Regions from separate parts of the Sus scrofa genome. Here all the other regions are linked to region 3. Evidence: chromatin contacts called from public Hi-C and HiChIP or PLAC-seq data. All regions are on one chromosome and are shown on one strand. The core of a region is the stretch at or near the end of the contact, and the rest is flanking DNA. Distances in the headings are between cores, read along the strand shown.

Region 1 (3,423 bases), core at 723-3,222, 300 kb after region 3:
CAGGAGAAGGTCAAATGCTTCCCTACCACCCTTTGCAATGAAGCCATGTCATCTTTCAGAGAAATGCAACTACCCAATGGTTTCTTTTCTGAACTTGACACCATGGTGTTGCCCATTTCCCCCATCCCTCTTCCCCATACGTAGTTTACTAACTGGGTCATCATTTCTTTCCAGAAAGCACATAAGGTTGTGTATTAATACAAAACAGGGTTTTAGTCAACTGCTCACTTGGTGAAAGCTTGGAAAGTCAGGTCCAACTACAGATCCATCAAGCAAGGCAGAGCGCGACAAGGCAGTAGTAAGCTTCACGCCAAGAGAGGTTTAGGGCTGCTCAAGAGGTTCAATTAGTGAACAGCCGCCAATAGTGACACCACCATGCAGAACAGGTTGCAAAAGATCAACCACGACCTTGCCCCGCAAAAGTCAGTCGCCCAAAGAACACGCTCAGCCAAAAGCCTGTTAATAAACTTCTCCACTGGTAGACCAAACGTCTTCTTTCAGGTCCTGAATTTCTTTTCTTTCGCCTTAGGACATTCACCCCCTGGGTAGCCCAGGGCGGATTCCTCTCCCACCCGTACGAGGGTCGAGGGTCGGGAGCCCGTGTGCTTACCATTGGCGTTCTTGCCGCAGATGAGATGCTCATAGGGCTGCAGGACGCCCCAGAGCTCGGCATCATTGTTGATGACCATCTCCAAGGCCTCAGCGGACACCTCTCCGCCTCCAGCACCTCCGCCGTCGGGGCTCTGGCTGGCCAGCACCCTGGCCCGGATCTCCTCCACCAAGTTCTCCATGCAGGCGGTGAGCGAGATGGCCGCGTACTCGTGGATGCGCACGGAGATGCGGGTGTCCACCATCCAGCGGAAGAAGCGACCCACGGAGAAGGTGAGGCCACAGCGTGCCGACTTGCCCCGGCGCAGCCCATCGCCAGCGCTCATGCTGTACAGGGACAGTGCCTTGACGGCGGCCAGGGCGCAGCTCTCGGCCAGTGCCCAACTGTGAACCAGGCGCACGGCGCTCTGCACCTCGAAACGGGTGCACTTGGCGTGCAGCACGCTCAGGCGCTGCGCCTCGCGGGCCACACGGATGAGCGCCCGACGGAGCAGCCCCGCCAAGCGCCTGACCGCCTCGGCGGAGAATAGGGGCAGTCGCCGGGCGCCCGCACCTTTGCGAAGCACCCGGGCCACGTCTCCCTCGGTCCAAGGGAACTCCTCCAGCTCGGGGAGGCGCGGGCAGCGCGAGAAGAGGTCTGCCACCTCGGGGTCCTCGGGCAGCACCGTGTTCACCGTGTCCCAACTGTTGTGGCGGCTGTTCATGGAGCCAGAATAGCACCACCAGGCCGCCCCGCGGTGCTGCTGCGCCGAAGAGTTGAGCGCCTGCGAGTTGGACTTGGAGGACGAGAGACTGAGAGAGCGGCACGAGTCCCCCGCCCCATACCCGGAGTCCAAGGTCAAGTCCTCCAGCGTCTTCAAAGTGGAACTGTACGTCCCGGCCATGGGGAGCCTGCCGGGGGCGGCCTCGCCGAGCGAGGGGCGCTCACAACTCCATGCGCCCTTCCCCAAGTGGGCAGAAAAAGCTCTAAGCTCTCCCGGGCGCCCTCCTTCCTCTTGGCGCCGCGGGGCTTGGCCGCCGCATCGCCCGCCCGCCTGCTCCGGCGGCCGCGGGAAGGTAGGCGAGATTCCCGGCTGCCGGAGCCCCCCGCGTCTGGCGGCCCGATTCCAAGCTGTCACTGGAACGGTCCCCCGCTGCTCGTCCTCAGCACTCCCCAGTCCACTTCAACTTCCCCCAGGCAGAGCGTCTATCCTCCGTAGAGAAGGAATCCCGAGAGAACAGGGCGGCGGCGGCAGGAGAAGGAGGCGGCTCCCGGCGCTGCGCGAGTCCCGGACCAGCCGGCCTGAAAGCGCTCGGCAAACTTCTGCGCTGAACCGGCCGCCCGCACAGCTGGGTACCCGGCTGCTGCCGACATGCAAATAACCAGCGGCGGGCCCACCAATCATCGGCCGTGACGGGCAGGGGTTGCACCAATGATCTCCCACAGGGGCGGTCACTATGCAGATTGCACTCAGCCGCGGGTGAAACCCCGCGGCGGCGGAGGCGGGGCTGGAGGCCGAGGGTCGAGAAAGGCGGCTGGGAGGACGTTGGAGGAGGGGGAAGAGAAGGAGAATGAGAGAACTGGGAGCTGGGATGTGGGGAGCAGAGACTGGGAAAGGAGAGGTTGAAACGCGAGGCTCGGGAGCCCACGATTTAAAGAAAAATATAAAGGAAAAGCCACTGTGCGCTGTCCTCTTCCCGCCGTCCGGGCTTTGAGTGTTCGCAGCTCCGTTTCGAGCCTTCTGCTGCCGAACGCCAATGCTGGCGTGGGTCGCAGAAGGAGGTTGAATAGGGAAGGGGACCTCGGCATGGGGGAGGGGGTCCAAGCCTGGCGCTCCACCTCTCCGAGGACTTTCTGCCAAGTCCCTCCCTTTTTCTCCGAGACGAAACTCCAGTTGTGTTTGGAGAGAGGAGGAACGCCCCTAACTTGCCTCCCTTCCCAAATCCGTCTGGTTTTCTTGACGTTGCTATCTAGGCTCCAATCAGAACAGAATTTCTTCTTAACCTGGAAACTGATAGACCGACGGGCTCCAGGAGGCCTGCGATTCCGCCCCTGCCTCCCCAGGCACTTGAAATTACACACGCAATAGTCGGAGTATTTCTCTGGGGAGAGGCCCAGATCAGATTCTCAAAAGTGTCCTTGACTCCCCTGTTACAACTGTGCAACGCTGCTTGCCATCAGGTGCCTTTCTGATCGAGATGCCAGTGTCCCACAGTGTCTATGTGTAGGGTTATTACTGGAAGAATGTGAAGGTGAGAAACGTCCCTAGCGCTGGCCTGGGATTGGAACACCTGGCTGAATTTAGCTCTTCCTAATGATGTGACAAGGGAGAAATATATGCATCCCCGCCCCCAGCCCCAGGACTTCCTTCCTCTGAATAAAATGAGAGCTGACATCCAAGAAACACCATTGTAAACCTGTCTCAGATGCGTCCTAATCAGAGCTTTATTGGTTCTAGCAGATCCACGCCCGCCCCACTCCGTCCCGCAGTTGTCCTGTAACTATTCACACACGTGCACGAACGTGCATGTGCTGTGCCCCCTCCAGTGTGAAACCGCAAAATCAAGGAGACTGCGCGAGTTTCCCCCAAGTCAGCCTCCTCCCGCACTCTGGAATAGAATAGCTCCTTTGTGCTGTATCTTACATGGCCCTGACCTTGGGCCTTGAGTTGATACGAACTAGAAATGTCTGGTTTGTCTCTTCTTAAATTAACTGCCTTTTCCTGTGAAACTCCTTTTTCTTGGGCAGTTTTGCCTGATTGTTTTTTCCTGCGGGTCTTTATTTATGCAATATCGCCGCCTCGTGGTTAAAACTGGGGACGGCTTCAAGGGTGG
Region 2 (3,546 bases), core at 191-2,690, 340 kb after region 3:
CCCTATGAGGGGAGGTTCACAGAGGGGAAGGAAGATCTATGATGTGGCCTCAGGATGAGAAGCTGTAGGGGTCCAGATCTCTGTGAGGTTTAGGATCCCATTTCTTCCAGCTTTATTACACCAAGGCAACTGTCTCAAACTTTGCAGACAATCTCTCTAGCTGGGGATGAGCAAGTCTTCCTTTCAAACTTCATCTATCTAAGCATCTTGACAATATTACAAAATATATTGTTATTTTACCTATGAAAATGCACTGCTCCAACCTCTCAAAAATTAGCCACATTAACTTGTTGACATATTCTAGACTCTAGGCCAGCCTGTCTATGAATAAATAGTGGGCCTGAGCATCTTAGTTAATTATTCTACAGCAGGAGCAAGCCAACCTCTCTTGATGTTTGTTTATACTCTGTCATGGTGGGAAGAACTTCATTGACCTTTATCGTCTTTTTGTTGTGAAGATTAACTGATATAGTCTGGCAAACATCTAGCAGTGTCCAGCACATAGTAATAACTCAAAAGAAGGGAAACTTTTAAGCCAAAAAGGGAATCTAAAAGGCTGAAATTTCTTCTTACGGATTTTAGACTGCGTCCATGTTTCACATCTTTTCTTTTTTTTTTTTTTCCTTTTTAGGGCCATGCTCTTGGCATATGAGAGTTGCATTGGTGGAATCGGTGGAATCGGAGCTATAGCTGCCTGCCTGTGCCACAGCCATAGCAACTTGGGCTCCAAGCGGGATCTGTGACCTACACCACAGCTCACGGCAATGGTGGATCCTTAACCCATTGAGCGAGGCCAGGGATAGAACTCTCATCCTCATGGATCCTAGTCGGGATCATTAACCACTGAGCCACTAGGGAGCTCCCTGTGGTTTTTTTTTTTTTTAAGGTACATTTTTCTGTGCACAATCTGTAACAGAAAAAAATGATGTAACATTTGAGGATATAACTACTGGTTATACTTAAATGCAGAATCAATGTTTGCATTTATTCCAAATTGCATCAATCTTTCAGGTTGTAAACAATATTAACATTAGAGCATGACAAAACTACATTTTGAACAGAAGAAACTCAACCCAGGATTCCTGGGTTTTTGTTTGTTTCGGTTTTTTTGAGCTGAGAGCGTATTTACAGACTTCAAAGCCCCACCCAGCAGGGCCTAAGCGTTCCCTCAAACAAAACTGGCACGCCACCAACCGCCGCGTCCCAGGGCACCCTGAAGGATGCTGATAAGCTGAAGGGAGAGTCAAGTTCGGGTACTGGAGGCCATGCTTAGTTCTTTAACCCTGCGGTTCTGGGGTCGCAGGGGCGGGGCCCACCTTCTTTTCCCACCTCTCCCCTCCAGGAGTCCCAGGTCTTCACCCCACCCCATTTGACTACCAATCCCATCCCGCCTGGAGCTCGAGCGGCCAATCAGGAGGCGGCCCTGCCGACGGGGCGGGACGAGGAGGCGGGGCTGAGTGACTGAGTCCGAAGTCGTCTACTTCAGGCGCAGGGCCGGAGACCGGCGAGTGGAGGCTGCCTGCAACGTTCTGTAAGGCTAGTCGGACACCATGGCGGACAACCGGGATCCAGCCAGTGACCAGATGAAGCATTGGAAGGAGCAGCGGGCCGCGCAGGTACACCCTGCGCTCTCCGAGCGGGCCACGCAGAAAGCTCGGCGCTGGGGAGTAACGGCTCCTGCCTCCCAGCGCTGCGGTTCCGGGGTAGCTGTACCACGATCACGGGCGGGAGGTGGTGGTGCTGCCTTTCGGTCTGAATGGACTGTTACATTCGCCGACAGGAGGGGAGAGGGTTCTGCGGCGGGAGGCCCCCAGCCTGCAGGATTTGCAATCGGCCGCAGGGCGCGGGTGGTTTGGCTCATAACTTTGCGCTTTTGCCAGCTGGGACAGAGGTCGCGGCTTGAGGCGGGAGTGAAGGCTCATGGGGAAAGAGGCAGAGAGCTGCAGCTGCAAGAAAGGAAGCGAGGGGGGAAGTGGGAACGGTTCCAGCTTTGCCCTTGCACAAACAGTAAGTACCAGCTTTCATAGTTTCGGGGTGCCGTGGGTCAGGGATTGTGTTTTATCACCTTCATGTCCTCAGCACCGTACACACAGCATTTAACGACTGCATTAAAAGATTTTTGCTTCAAGACTTCTTTCGCATTTAAAAAACAGCAAGCCTAGCATTTTAGAGCTAGAAGCAACCTTAGGAATTGATGAACGCTTTTATTCACGCATATGCTTTGAGTGCCAGCATGCGCTGGACGCTGTGCTGGGATGAGGGGCGCATATTCCAATGGAATATGTTAGTTAGAAGTTCAAAGTCTAGTCGGGAGACAAGGCAGATAAACAGATGATTACCTTCCAGCGCGCTGCGGGCTCTAATATAGGCCATCTGTAAAGTTTAAAGGGAGTGACCACCTGGGCTGGCAGGCTTCTCAGAGCAGGTGACATCTGAATAAGAGCTTTAAAGGTGAGTAGGATTTCAGACCAGTGGTGGTGAGCCAGGCCTTCCTGACCTGTACCCAGGGGTGCAGAGCCCTACAGGGTGTCTGCAGAGGTCGGATGGGATGAGGGCAGGTGTGTTTTGAGTCTTTTGTGTGTGTGTGTGTGTGCATGTCTTTTTAGAGCTGCACCCATGGCACATGGAGGTTCCCAAGGCCAGAGGTCCAGTCGGAGTTCCAGCTGCCAGCCTACACCACAGCCACAACCATGCCAGATCTGAGCTGCATCTGTGACCCACATCACAGCTCACGGCAATGCCAGATCCTCAACCCACTGATCGAGGCCAGGGATCAAACCCGAGTTCCCATGGACACCAGTCGGGCTCGTTAACCGCTGAGCCACGAAGGGAGCTCCTGTTTTGAGCCTTCTTTTGTCAGATTGGCCCAAAGAGTCTGAGGGACTCTTGCCCAGTTCCCATGGTAGCTGATTAAGGGCAGAGAGAGGGAGGACTAAAGGCATGGTTTTCTCATCTTTCCAGTACTCTTTCGTAAAACCAGGTTAGCTTTCATGAACTAGGTTATTAATACTGAGCGTGTGTGGATGCCTTAGAGTTCCCTGTGTGCGAGAAGGCTACCATTCTCTTCTAAGGGCCTGGAAAATCTCTTTTCTCATTTTGTCCTTTATTATATGTCACCTGGGTATTTAGTTTTTGAGTTCTTCATCAAAGCCATCTAGGGACGCTTAGAATCTTATTACTGAAGGGCAAGGAGTTAGTGGCAGAGTCAAGAGTAGAAATCAGCCTCTTGGGACCAGGACTCTCTCCATACCCACTGGTTGCTGCATCCTGGTTCACATGGGGGTTTTCATGAACTGAGGAAAATATGGACAATGTAGTGAGTTTTTCATAAAACAGAATTTAGTCATTTTTAAAGGGCTCCCCTGAGACTAGCTTGCCTCTTCACTGTTGGGGAGAATCATTAACTGTTGTTAAATCATTAAGACCTTGCCGGTGACTCACCCTACAGGCTTGCCCTTGTGAGAAACAGCTGGCCCGCAAAGCACAGCTGTATTTTGGAGACTCAGTTGAAAGACTGCTGTCCCCTCTGCCCACTCGTCTCAGTGC
Region 3 (3,480 bases), core at 584-3,083:
CTGCCTCAAGGAGCTGAAGGATTTTAAATTTCCTTCTAGCCTTAGGCTTAGCATAGCTTTAGCTTAGTGCTAAGAACAGTTCAGGTGCTTAAGTCTTGAATAACCTTAAGTCAACTTTGACTTCTCTCACACCTAGCTGGTTGGCAAATCCTTTTGGTTCTACTATTGCAATGTATAAGCATCCAACCACTTGTCACCTTGTCACCACCTTCACTGTAACAGCCTGGCCACTACCATCTCTGGGCTGTATTATTTCAACAGACTCCTAATTGGGCTCCCAGCTTCTGCTCCACCCTCCCTCCCATTTCAAATACACGCTTACTGTAAATTCATTATATAATAGCAAGAGGATTAAAAAAAAAACACAGATTGATCATGTTCTTCTCTAAGATTATGCATGCCTGACTCCCTATTTCATTCAGCAAAAGCCCAAGTCCTAATAATGGCCTATCAGGCTTTACCTGACTGGCCCTCTTTGTCTTCGACCTCATCTCCTACTCTACTCTAGTCACTGTGGCTTTCTTGCTCTTCCTTGAACCCACCAAGCACATTCCCAATCTGAGTTCCTGGCACTTGGTTTTCCTGCTACCTGGAAAATTCTTCCAAGTGAATGGCCCTCTTCTTCAACTTCTTCGGTCTTGGCTCAAGGGTCATTCTAAGGCTTCTCCAGCCCACCTTGTTTCTTCTCTACCACTTCACTATCTGATATGCATTTATCTTCTCCCCACTTAGAATGTAAGCTCCATGAAGAAACTGTTTTGTTCACAATCCCTAGCACTCAAGAGTTCCTAGCACATAGTAAGGTGCTCTGTATTTGAAGACGAGATAACAGACTGCAGCTAACTGGAATATCTTGAGTCTGGAGGCTGCTGCTGTGTTTCTCTGGGCTCCCTCAGGATACACTGTTGCCAGCCAGTATTACTCATTTCATTCTCTAGGGAGCGGCGGGTTTGGTAGGCTCCTTTTCTAAATCCCTTCTATTATGGAATTTAAATTATAAATTGGTCATTTACTGTTGTCATACATCATGTGGCTGAATTTTCCACTGATTATATTTTTTTAATACACTTTCTTCTAGCCCTCAGCTGCTTTTTGTTCATTCTCCATAGCCTTATTACAATGCTGGAATAATTCTCTTGGAGCAGATAAAAAAAAAAAAACTGTGTTTCATTTAACATCTTAAGTTTTAGGTAAATTTAAAAGGAAAAAAAAATCTGATTCGTAATACTCAGGCCTCTTAGGTACCTGTCATCTTAAGGTAGCTGAAGATAATTTTAAACATGACGAGTCCAGAGTTTTAAGACAAAAACAAACAAAACCACCCAAACCCAAACATCCATCTTGCTCCTTTCTAACGCGTTTACACAGAACTCCTGGGTTACTGAGAGATTGTTTTGTAGGGGAAGCCGCAACTTGTCCTTAGACATTTTGGGGGTGTGGGAGTTTGCTTGCTCGCCGTACAGAAGGAATTCTAGAAGCTGGGATTGCACCACCCACCCCACACACCCCTTACTTGCAGAAACCTTTGCTCCCCCCCCCAACCCCCACCAAATAAGGGCTCCTCGCCCGGCAGTCGCCAGCTCCAGATCCAGCTGCTTGACACCTATTGTCCCTGTTTGGACGTCAAGCGACTTCGCCTGAAGGACCCTAGCTTTGATTTCGCTCAAAACTCAAGGCACTGCTCCGGCAGCCTCTCAGAGGCTGTTCCGACCTGGGCTGAGTGGCCAGCCCCCAGGCTAGGGTCTTGGGCAGGGGTGGCGGGAGGCTGGGCAGGCCCTTCCCCGCAGGCGTTCGCGCCGGGCAGCCCGAGCGGCAGCGAAGGCCCCCGCCCGCCGCTTCTCCCGCCCCCTCCGCCCCAGAGGGTTGGCTGCCTAAGTCCCTCCCGCTCCCAGCTCTCCGCCTCACTAGCAGCGGCTCTCGGTGCAGCGGGGAAAGGGCGAAGCGGCCTGCGCCCACGGAGCGCACGACACTGCCCAGAACGCACCGCCACCCTTGCCCCTTCAGCCGCCCCCTCGGGATCTCCAGCGGCCTCCGCGCGCGCACGGTGAGCGCCACCCCGGACTGAGGCGCTGAAGGGGAAGAGGGCCGCTGCCCCGAGTGTCCTTTACCTCCGGACTAGCTGGACTTTCGCGAGGGGCTTGCTCCTCAAGTCACCCCACCCGCCCTGGTCATTTCCAGTGCCCTTCTCCACCCTTCTCCGCCTCTCAGCCCCGATCGCTCTCTTCCCTCCCGTCCTCGCAGGGCGGCGAGGGCTGTCCCTTCCCTGCGGGGACCGTTGCACTGGCCGTTGGCGGCCGGCGCTGCGAGGCCCCGCCCCCGGCGCGAGCCTCGGTGCCCCGGGGCAGGTAGGCCGAGCCGGCGGCCGGCGCGGGGGAGGGGCGGGGGGCGGCGCGAGGCCCGGCCGGGCGCCCCGCTGGCGGGTCGCGCGCGCGCCCGCGGCCCCTTCCTGCCCCGGCGGCGCGCGCGCGCCGGCCCCGTCCCCACCCCCACCGCTCTCGCAGGCTCCCGCCCGCTGCGCGTTTTGTCCCGCGTCTCGCCCCGTCCGCCGCCTGACTCGCCGCTCTTGTCCTTCCTCCCGCTTTTTCTTCTCTCCCCTCACGGTCTCAAGATGCCCTCGGCCACCAGCCACAGCGGAAGCGGCAGCAAGTCGTCCGGACCGCCACCCCCGTCGGGTTCCTCCGGGAGTGAGGCGGCGGCGGGAGCCGGGGCCGCCGCGCCGGCTTCTCAGCACCCCGCGACCGGCACCGGCGCTGTCCAGACCGAGGCCATGAAGCAGATTCTCGGGGTGATCGACAAGAAACTTCGGAACCTGGAGAAGAAAAAGGTGCCCGGAGTTGGCGGGGAAGGGAGGGTTGGATGCTGACCCTGACTGCTGTAGCCTTCACGCTCCGCGTCTCGGGCGCTTCCCTTCCTCCCGGTCCCCACCCCCCACGCCCCGTCTCCCCGCTGGAAGTGGAGCTTCGTGCCCAGAAAACGGGCTCCGCGGGGAGGTGCTTGTCACCTGACCCGGACGTGGCGCTGGCCCCCGGGCTCCTTATTACTCTGCTCTTGCCGGGGGCCAGGCTGTTGGCCTTTGGGAGTGCGATGTGTAGGGGTGGGGGCCTGTCCGATCGCCGTGTGTGTGTGTGTGTGTGTGTGTGTGTGTGTGTGTGTGTGTGTGTGTGGTGTCCTTGTCTTCGTGGCCGAGGCTGGATCCGCGGGGGTCAGCGGGGGAAATGAGGACTCTCTGTGGGGAGGGCTCAGGCCCAACCGACTGCCTCGTGGAGTTGGGTTGTCCTACGTCCTATAGCCTAGGGGCTCGTCCGCCCCGTTACCGTGTACTTGAGGCTTGCGCAGTGGCCCCTCTCCTCCCTCGCAAGGGAAGTGTTTTTAGATCTTAAACTAGACTCGCTTCTTCCTCAGGCTCCCCTCTAGGAGCCTTCGACTTGTTCCCTCGCCCCCATCTCACGGGCGCCCCTACGTTTCCTTCTTTGTTTCAAT

What was found. A called contact is a pair of places that touch in the nucleus more often than the background predicts. HiChIP or PLAC-seq counts read pairs in DNA pulled down with a chosen protein or histone mark.
Region 1: a contact with region 3 is called in a Hi-C map of liver, with 5 times the contacts expected there. The contact joins the promoter of ABTB2 here to the promoter of CAPRIN1 in region 3. A contact is called at or near these places in 2 of 5 promoter capture datasets (fetal liver and liver) and 5 of 47 Hi-C or Micro-C datasets (embryonic fibroblasts, heart right ventricle, liver and 1 more).
Region 2: an H3K27ac HiChIP or PLAC-seq map of alveolar macrophages shows a contact between it and region 3. The contact joins the promoter of CAT here to the promoter of CAPRIN1 in region 3. A contact is called at or near these places in 2 of 5 promoter capture datasets (fetal liver and liver), 2 of 47 Hi-C or Micro-C datasets (heart right ventricle and liver) and 2 of 2 datasets of contacts at active chromatin or transcription factors (alveolar macrophages and skeletal muscle).

The regions. Positions count from the first base shown.
Region 1 is chr2:26,578,075-26,581,497 of Sscrofa11.1, reverse strand. ABTB2 (ankyrin repeat and BTB/POZ domain-containing protein 2) reads right to left here and starts at 1,972. Exons shown (of 17, transcript XM_003122881.5): 1 at 611-1,972. The coding sequence starts at 1,493.
Region 2 is chr2:26,531,775-26,535,320 of Sscrofa11.1, reverse strand. It overlaps CAT (catalase), which reads left to right and starts at 1,440. Exons shown (of 13, transcript NM_214301.2): 1 at 1,440-1,616. The coding sequence starts at 1,551.
Region 3 is chr2:26,873,778-26,877,257 of Sscrofa11.1, reverse strand. CAPRIN1 (caprin-1) reads left to right here and starts at 1,833. Exons shown (of 19, transcript XM_005661021.3): 1 at 1,833-2,044; 2 at 2,609-2,824. The coding sequence starts at 2,609.